Linked DNA regions of Sus scrofa: all the other regions are linked to region 1. A link is a contact called in public Hi-C data. All regions are on one chromosome and are shown on one strand. Each heading gives the region's core, a stretch centred on a gene start, on an enhancer-like site or on the middle of the called end of the contact. The rest is flanking DNA. Distances are from core to core; before and after follow the strand shown. Region 1 has its middle 27 kb from the start of DEFB136. Region 2 overlaps BLK (tyrosine-protein kinase Blk). Region 3 overlaps LOC102167906 (a long non-coding RNA gene).

Region 1 (2,749 bases), core at 178-2,677:
GAGATAAATGCAGAAAAGCACTCCAATATTACCACCTCCAAAATTTAATAGATGTTGGTACTTTGTCATATTGGCTTCAGATTTCTTTAAAGGGAAAAACAAATTATTGATAGAGCTAAAACCCTTAACCACACTCTCCATCTCTACCCTCAGCAGAAGTAACTTCTGTCTTGAAGTTACGCTTGTAATTTGCAAGCATATTTTACACTTTGTCTGCGTGTGCATATATTCATAAATAACGTGAATTGCTTGCGTTTAAATTTTTTACATATTCAATTGTATTGGAACGAAGGGGCAACTGGTTGCCCGGCTCACATGCAGCGCCCGCATAGTCCGGTAGATGTCGCTAGCGTTCCAGTCATGGGCATCCGGTTTCTCCACTCTTGGTAACCGGCTTGGGATTTCCTTCTGCCGAAGCTTCAGCTTTCCTTTGCAGTTGTAGACCGTCTACAGGCAAGATACCGGAGGTGCAGCACCGTAAGCAATGATACCTCGAATTATTTCTTTCAGTTTTTTTCCTAGAGGGAAGACCCGGGAGGCTTGTGATGCGGAGAAAGCGTTCGGCTGCGCCGACCTCGACAGACAGGCTGGGTCCCTGGGCCTCAGCGGCCCGCTGAGAATTGGGGTAACATTGCTGCATGCCGCTCAGGGGCTCCAGTCCTTCGATGGAGGCTCCTTGGGGGCTGCTCTGGGCATAGGAAGGAAAGGTTCCCTAATCCACCGGAACAGGGGAACTGGCCAGGTGCACGCCTGGGAGGGGATGAGCCCTGAGGTCCTCCCGGCCCTAACCCACCTCCTCCCCTCCCAGGTGCGGTGTGGCAACCCCGGAAGAGACTCGCAGGGCGCTGTGACCATCTCCCACCCCAATTACACAGGTGTCATGTTATCATTTTATCTTTGAGGTGGTTGTGGCTTAAGTCCCAGGAAGGCTTGGTGAGATGGAGCCGCCTCGGAGCTGATTCAGTGTCGGAGAGCACAGAGTTTGAGCAACTGACCTGGGCTTTTCCTGAAACCACCGTTCGGATTAAACCTGTCCCCCCACCCCCACCCCCACCCCCCACCTTCATCCCACCCCCCCATCCACACTGGGGCCCTGAAAGCACGTCTACCTTCCCCACACTCTAAACGCTGCCAACAGATACAGCAAATTTGATGAAACAAGAAAAAGTCCGGGGAAGGAAGTACTGCCAGTTTGGTATTTTTCCCGGAGTTACTGTGGCCAGGGTCTTCCCAGCATACGCGTTTGTCCTAATAACTGTTTGTCCTGGAGGCAGGGCTCGGACCCGGGATAGGGCCGGAGCCCCCGGAGGCTCCTCCCCGCCGCCCCTCCCTGACCTGCTCTCTCTCGGCCCGGGGCCCTGGAGGAGGCCTGCCCAGGCCGTGGGAGTCTGGCTACCATTATCCGGCCCTTATCTGGGCCCACTTAGTTCAATGACTAGGAGCCGACCTGGGGGTCACGCCTGTCTCCAGAGAGCCGGTGCTATCTCGGTGACCTGCAGAAACCCTGGCGTGAGCTCATGTTTTCTGACGACAGAGAGGACCCCGCCGGATCGCCGCCCTGCACCCCCACCCCCAGCGTCTGGCGGGAGCCGGGTGCAGGCTCCACCGCTACTCACTGAAATAGCAACGTTGATAAGTGCGGCGGACAAAAGCATTGATGAATTTCCATTGAGGAAAGTGCCTCCTCCCACCCTCCCCTCTGTGATCACGAGGTCTCCACCCCACCTTGGAGGGACGTTGGGGCTCACAGGCCCGGGCTTTCTCAGCCACGGCCTCAAAATCGTCACTACCCCCACCTCCGCCACCTGGAAGTCGTGCTGTGGCCACAAACCCCTAGAAAAGCCTGTATCCAAGAATTCGTGCCAAAATGTACTGGCTCCTCATTTAGGAAAAGGCCGTAAGGATAGAAGCCTTGTTTTTACTCAACTGTACGTTCCAAAATCTGACAGGGGGGGCTGCTCAGTATAAAGGGATTGGGTTTGATTGGACCCGGTTGGGCTGGAAGATCGCAGAACTAGGAAGCAGGCTGCAAACCATCCACCACCCCTTCCCCCCACTCCCTGGGAGGGAGTCTTGGGCAGGTTAGTTTCTTTCTGTCCTGTCTACATGGAACTGATTTATATCCTCTGGAAACCTTTGTTAACAGGAGCATCTAATGTGATTAACATAATATTTGAGTTTACATCTATCACTTCTTTTGTGGTTTCTCTTTTGTCTTAGCAGCTCTGTGTTTCTCTCTCTCTTTTGTGTGTGTGTGTGTGTGTCTTTTTAGGGCCGCACCTTTGGCATATGGAGGTTCTCAGGCCAAGGGTTAATCAGAGCTGTAGCCGACAGCCTGAGGCACAGCCACAGAATGCCAGATCTGAGCCACATCTGCGACCTACACTACAGCTCACAGCAATGCCAGATCCTCAACCCAATGAGTGAGGTCAGAGATCGAAGCTGCAACCTCATGGTTCCTAGTCGGATTCGTTAACCACTGAGCCATGACGGGAACTCCCTGTTTTTCTCTCTTTTCTTGACCTCAGTTGGCTTGATTAATTTTATCATTCTTTCCCCCCCCCTGCCACCTTCGACTAATAAGCCCTGTTTTTATCATGATTGCCCTAGAAATCACAGCAGGCAGAGTTAACTTTTTTCTACCACTGCATTCAGTGGCTTGACATGCGATCTCACTTCTCCCATCAGGGACTGAACCTGGGCCGTGGTGGGGAAAGCACGAATCCTAGCCACTAGACCACCAGGGAAC
Region 2 (2,749 bases), core at 123-2,622, 340 kb after region 1:
ATTTGAGCCAGGTCTATCTGACCCCAAAGGTCTTGCTGTTGCTCATCTTACAGTAAACACAGCAAGTGTGCCCCAGCGCTGGGGAGAGAGGGTGACGGGGAAACAAAATCCACAAGGGTTGTGAGGCTGGGGCTCATACCTCACCAGAGCGCCAGGTGGTGGCAGCGGTCACAGTCTCCAGTGTCTGAGGCCAGGGCCCCTTTGCAATACTCTCACCTGCGCAGGTGGCTGGGAGAAAACTCCTCCATACTTATGAATAAGAGGCTGGGGGCAGAGAAGGGGTTCGGATCCAGGGTCTGGCAGCAGTATCTGGAGGGAGAACTAAGAGCCTCTGGACAGGCCTGGGTGTGGAAGTCCCTGCCTGCCTCCTCATTTGGGGAAAGAGCAGAGCTGTAATAATGAGGACCCTCCCTCCTTCCCTCCCCTCCTCCCTCCCACCTTCCCAGGGCTGGGGAAGATCCTCTGTAGCCAGCATGGGGACACGCCCTGGAAACAGCAATACTATGCACACCTGTGTCCTTCTCTGCCGGGTCACCTCTGTGCTCTGCGGATTCAGCCCCTCCCAGCCCAGCATTCCCCCCCACACCCCCCCCCCCACTCTGCTGCCACAATCCCCCAGCTATTCTTGGGGCCACATCCCCTTCCCACTACTGATGAGCCCTGTGACCTTGGGACCCCGCAAGCTCTCTGTGAAGCAGTTTCTTCCTCTGTGCATTGGTGGGAGTATTCCCAGCTCTTTGGTTGTCACAGGATTAGAGGCAAATTGTGGCCACGGTTTTGTGGGGAGGAAGGGAGGGACAAATAGGTGGAACGAGGGGATGGCACCTCAACTATTCTGTGTGCTGGTGTTAGGGGGAAAACCTGTTATTATGCATGTGCAAACCCATAGAACACAATGCAGAAGGGTCCTAATGTAATCTATGACTTCAGTTAATAGTGTGTCAGTGTTGGCTCATCAGCGGTAATGTATCCCATTGTCCCAACACCTTATTAATATTATCATTTATAATGGGGGAATGGGGGCGGTGAGGGGTAAATGGGAATTCTCTATACTTTTCACTTATTTTTCTGTAAACCTAAGAGTTCAAAAAATTAAAATCTATTATAAACAAAACAAAAACATGACAAATGAGGAACTTCCGTGAACAGCTTGGACCCTGGAATCTCCCTTTGTATTGCCATTCCCTCCACATCTGTTTATGCGCCTGATCCCTGGACCCGGAGCCCAGGGTTTGGCCATTTCATTTGTGCACGCTCCCAAAAGGCGCTGTCACCACCGCGGGCTCTGGCTCTTTGTTAAGTGACCCACCCCTGCTCCCCGCGCCGCACCCCGCCCCCCAAAACCCGGATGCAGAGGATTTGTGAGGCGAGGGCGCCACCTGCTGGCCTTACCCAAGCTCCCCTAAATGGCAGCGACACTTGGGTCTGTGCAGATGTCTGGGGGCTGGGGGCTTGATTTCCACACAGTGTCATCCGGCGAGCCCCTAGAGGCACCACTCATGCAACCAGTAGCGAGGTCAAGGCTTGTCGCCAGGGACGACACAGAAAAGGTCAGATCTCCTGACTTTATTACAGGAAAGTCCCAAAGTGCTGGCGCACAGTCTGGGTCAAGTGGGAGCCCAGGGACTCAGGTCACCTGAAGCCGACTCTTTTTGCTTTTGGTGCCAGCACAGGGAGCCTTATAGGACAGGTGACAAACACTTAGGAGTGTGCCGGGCACTATTAACACCTTACCAGGTCATCATCATGAGGAACTTAAGAGGTAGGTACTATTGTGGTTCTTCCCACTGAACCAATGAAGAAGCGAAGGCACAGAGAGGCTAAGTAACTCTCCCAGGGGCACACAGCGGGAGAAGGGTGGGGCTGCGATGGGATTCACTCCAGAATCCAAACCTTGACGCCCCCCCCCAAGCCGCTCTACCTCTGGTTTCCCCATCTGAGAAATGGGCCTGTCAACCCCTCCCCGCCTTTCCCGCCCATCTGGGGCTGAAGAAGCGCGGGCTGGGCAGGCCTCCTGGGTTGCGCAGGCGCGGGCAGGCAGGCCTAGGGCTGCAGCTCGTATTGGGCCTCGGTGGCCGTGTGGAAGTCCTCGAGCACAGACTGCAGGAACTCGAAGGTGGGCCGCTCCTCGGGACGGCTCCGCCAGCACTCGGCGATGACCCCGTTGTACAGCTCGGGCGGGCAAGAGTCCGGGCGCGGCATGCGATATCCGCGCTCTAGGTTGCGGATGACCTCGGGGTTGCTCATTCCTGGAGGTGGAGGGGACGCAGGGCGCGGCTGAGGGGCGGCAGGGACCCGCCAAGCACCGGAAACGGTCTCCTCCCTTGCAGGCCCTCGGTGCCACCTCGCTGCCTCCCTCTATTGACTTTTCATGGCTAGGAGAATAGCTGGAATCCAGGCTGTGGATTATTTGTGTGCGGGGCAGTTCCTCCTAGATGGAACTTACCTCGCTTACCTGTGATTGCCCAGGCACATGGCCAGAGCATATCTCTCACGAAGGTGACCTGAGGAAGGCCCCCAGTGGCTGAGGGGGACAGCTCGCTGCTTTCTGACCTGCGGCTGGGGGGCTGATGAGGCTTCCGGGGAGGCACCCAATGAAGGCAAGAGAGGGCCCACCTGTCCTCAACTGAAAGCAAACCAACTGGAGGAAACCTGAGCTCAGGTTTACTTAGTTCCAGGTTTGGGGGCTCACTGACTTCTGCTGCACCAAGGGGATGCAGCCCTGGTGCCAAGAGCAACTGTTGAGGCA
Region 3 (2,749 bases), core at 80-2,579, 300 kb after region 1:
CCTTGACTTTAGACTTCCGGCCTCCACAACCCTAAGAGAATAAATTTCTGTTGTTTTAAGCCACCAAGTTTGTGATCATTTGTTATGGCAGCCTCAGCATATGATGCAATCTCTGTATATCCTATGGTCATCTTCAGGCCAAACCATCTGAAACCTGAATCAGAGTTATGGCTGTGAGATTGTCATTTAAAAATGCCAACATTTTCAAAGACTCTCATCAGCGGTATTTGTGGAAGTAGACACAACTTGGGAAGAACATCAGGTGTTGTCGGTCCTTTCCTATGCACAGTGCTGGGCACACATATAGAGCAAGGGGTGCTCTCTTGCTGTTTCCAGAATAAGGAAGATGCATGATCATCTGGCCCCAGTGGGGAGATGAAAACCACCAGCCTTGCTAGAAAAAAGGTAATAAAAGTGACACATTTTAATTATAACATGACTTGTAACAAAAAAGAAATGAACAAGGACCCAAATTTCTGCAAGTAAACAGTTATAGAATGTGTACTACAGCTGCACTGTGGAAAGGCCATGTAAACATCTCTGTTCTACTTCGGATGTGTGAGGACAGTATATGAGCCCGTCCAGTGTATCACTGGAGTTTATTAGAAACATACACTACTGCTGAATGTCCCCACAGAGGCACGTAAATCCTCTGAAAAGACCTCTAGGGACACAGTTCAGCTGATGGCACTGATTACACTGGGGAGGAGGCAGGATTGAGAAGTGTTCAAGGGGATTTTCACTTCATCTGCTTGTCTCAATCTTTTTACAATGACTTGAGCCATTAAGTTCTTTTATTTAAAGATTTATCATTGTATTGCGCTTATGATACAAGGATAATCAATTTAACATGTGAATAAAAATATTTTTTAAACAAACAAATAGAGAAGAAAGGAGCCCAGCTGAGAGTGTGTCACCGCGATTACTGGCTTTGTAGCCAGCTTCGAGGTGGATGGCGGAGGAGTGGTGGAGTGGGATCTGTGGTTCTCTGAGGCTCCAGCTTATAAACGGATGCTTCTACTGCGAGTTCTTGTCTGCTTCCTCGTCATCCTGATGGGGCCTTGACGTGAAATCTGTGAACAGACGCAGCCCTAGAACCTTGTGTTCCAGACACAGAGCGCTGACCTGGCAGACCCTGAGACGTGTCCCTTTAACACCACTCCCGCAGCCCGGAGGCAGGGCCTTCGGTGCCCTCCTCCAGCCTGTCGGTGAGGATCAGCCAGCCACAGCCCCACCCGGCCCACCCCACCTCCTCGGCCAACCAGGTTCAGAGTGGAAGCATCGCCTCTGACCTTGTGGTGGGTGTGAACCAGAGGCCAGCAGAGGGCCTCGGAGAGAATGGACGCCACTGCGCACGCGCTGCTCTTGTTCCCGCCCCACCCCCATCCCAAGGGCTCAACCAGGGAGGCAGCCTTTCTGGTCCCAAGAACACAGGACGCCTGGGACCATTGGGACGAGGAAAAGGACCCGGGCTGTCACACGGTGGGAGAATCCTAAAATTATGTGTTTACTAATGTAAATTAGTTCTTTTTTTAATGCAAAGGAGAAAATGGACTAAGACTTTAGGGCTTCTTCAGCGGAACAGATAAGGCTCATTTATAACCAATGTATGTTGTTGATAAGCCAAATGATACAATACTAAAAAAAAAAAAAATCACCTTTTTCTCAGAAAGCCCTGCAGCTCTTTCCCCGACTTCTTACTTCTGTGCATTAGTACTTTTGTTAACAAACGCTGCATCTTCCAAATTGAAAAAAAAAAAAAAAAAAATCAGGCCAAAACTGTCACAGCCAAGAGACGCCTAAGGAAACTTGATGACAAAATGTAATGTGGCATCTTGGCTGGCATCCTGGCACAGAAGAAGGACATTAGGTGAAAACCAAGGAAATCTGAATAAACTGTGGACTTCAGTGAATAATAACATACCAGGATTGGTTCTTTAATTGTACCAAGTGTATCATATGAATGTAAGATGTTAACAGTAGTGGAAACTGGGAGGGAGCATGTGGAATTCTCTGTACTGTCTCAGCAAGTTTTCTGTAAATCTAAATCTATTCTAAAATTTTAATTAATTAATTAATTTTATTATTATTATTATTATTTTGGTCTTTTTGCCATTTCTTGGGCTGCTGCCACAGCATATGGAGGTTCCCAGGCTAGGGGTCAAATCGGAGCTGTAGCCACCGGCCTATGCCAGAGCCACAGCAACGCGGGATCCAAACTGCGTCTGCGACCTACACCACAGCTCATGGCAAAGCTGGATCCTTAACCACTGAGCAAGGCCAGGGATCGAACCTGCAACCTCATGGTTCCTAGTCAGATTCGTTAACCACTGAGCCACGACGGGAACTCCAATTTATTTATTTTTGTTTGTTTAAAGAAATCAGGCAGGGCCTGGTTTAACTGGTGCTCATGCCAAATGAAGCTTACAGGGGGTGGGCAGAATTCAGCGTTTAGGGAGTTTATGATGAGTTGATTTGACACAAGACACAAGTGCTTTGCTGTCAGCGGTCTTCCCGCTGTTGCAGTGGACCCTACATCAGCTTCGTGAGGTACTGTTATTCCCATTTTACAGATGGTGAAACCAAGCTCAGAAAGATGACATGGCTTCCCGCCACCTGCCCCAGTTGGTGCTTTATTTGCTCCTGTAATCTGGATAATTTATCAAACTTGCCTCGTCTCTTCATGCATCAGTAGGTTTATCAAGCGCTCACTCTCTCTTCTTTTCTGCCCAGTCAATTGTCCAGCCTT

The links. Hi-C and Micro-C count contacts between places; a contact is called where the count stands out from the background.
Region 2: a contact with region 1 is called in a Hi-C map of fetal liver, with 2.5 times the contacts expected there. The contact joins two enhancer-like sites. A contact is called at or near these places in 1 of 5 promoter capture datasets (liver), 27 of 47 Hi-C or Micro-C datasets (adipose tissue, alveolar macrophages, blood and 16 more) and 1 of 2 datasets of contacts at active chromatin or transcription factors (skeletal muscle).
Region 3: a contact with region 1 is called in a Hi-C map of liver, with 4 times the contacts expected there. The contact joins two enhancer-like sites. A contact is called at or near these places in 4 of 47 Hi-C or Micro-C datasets (embryonic fibroblasts, liver and undifferentiated spermatogonia).

Annotation. Positions count from the first base shown.
Region 1 is chr14:15,082,704-15,085,452 of Sscrofa11.1, reverse strand. No RefSeq gene overlaps it. Among named protein-coding and RNA genes, the nearest start is that of DEFB136, 27 kb to the left of the region's middle. Within about 2 kb of position 1,427, at least 13 of the 83 cell types and tissues checked have an H3K27ac peak or open chromatin away from gene starts, as enhancers often do. A contact at or near this core is called in fetal liver and liver, where this site is marked.
Region 2 is chr14:14,744,749-14,747,497 of Sscrofa11.1, reverse strand. It overlaps BLK (tyrosine-protein kinase Blk), which reads right to left. Exons shown (of 13, transcript XM_021072720.1): 13 at 1,552-2,249. The coding sequence ends at 2,044. Among named protein-coding and RNA genes, the nearest start is that of TRNAD-GUC, 39 kb to the right of the region's middle. Within about 2 kb of position 1,372, at least 5 of the 83 cell types and tissues checked have an H3K27ac peak or open chromatin away from gene starts, as enhancers often do. A contact at or near this core is called in fetal liver, where this site is marked.
Region 3 is chr14:14,778,256-14,781,004 of Sscrofa11.1, reverse strand. It overlaps LOC102167906 (a long non-coding RNA gene), which reads left to right. Exons shown (of 4, transcript XR_299396.3): 4 at 1-62. Among named protein-coding and RNA genes, the nearest start is that of TRNAD-GUC, 73 kb to the right of the region's middle. Within about 2 kb of position 1,329, at least 16 of the 83 cell types and tissues checked have an H3K27ac peak or open chromatin away from gene starts, as enhancers often do. A contact at or near this core is called in liver, where this site is marked.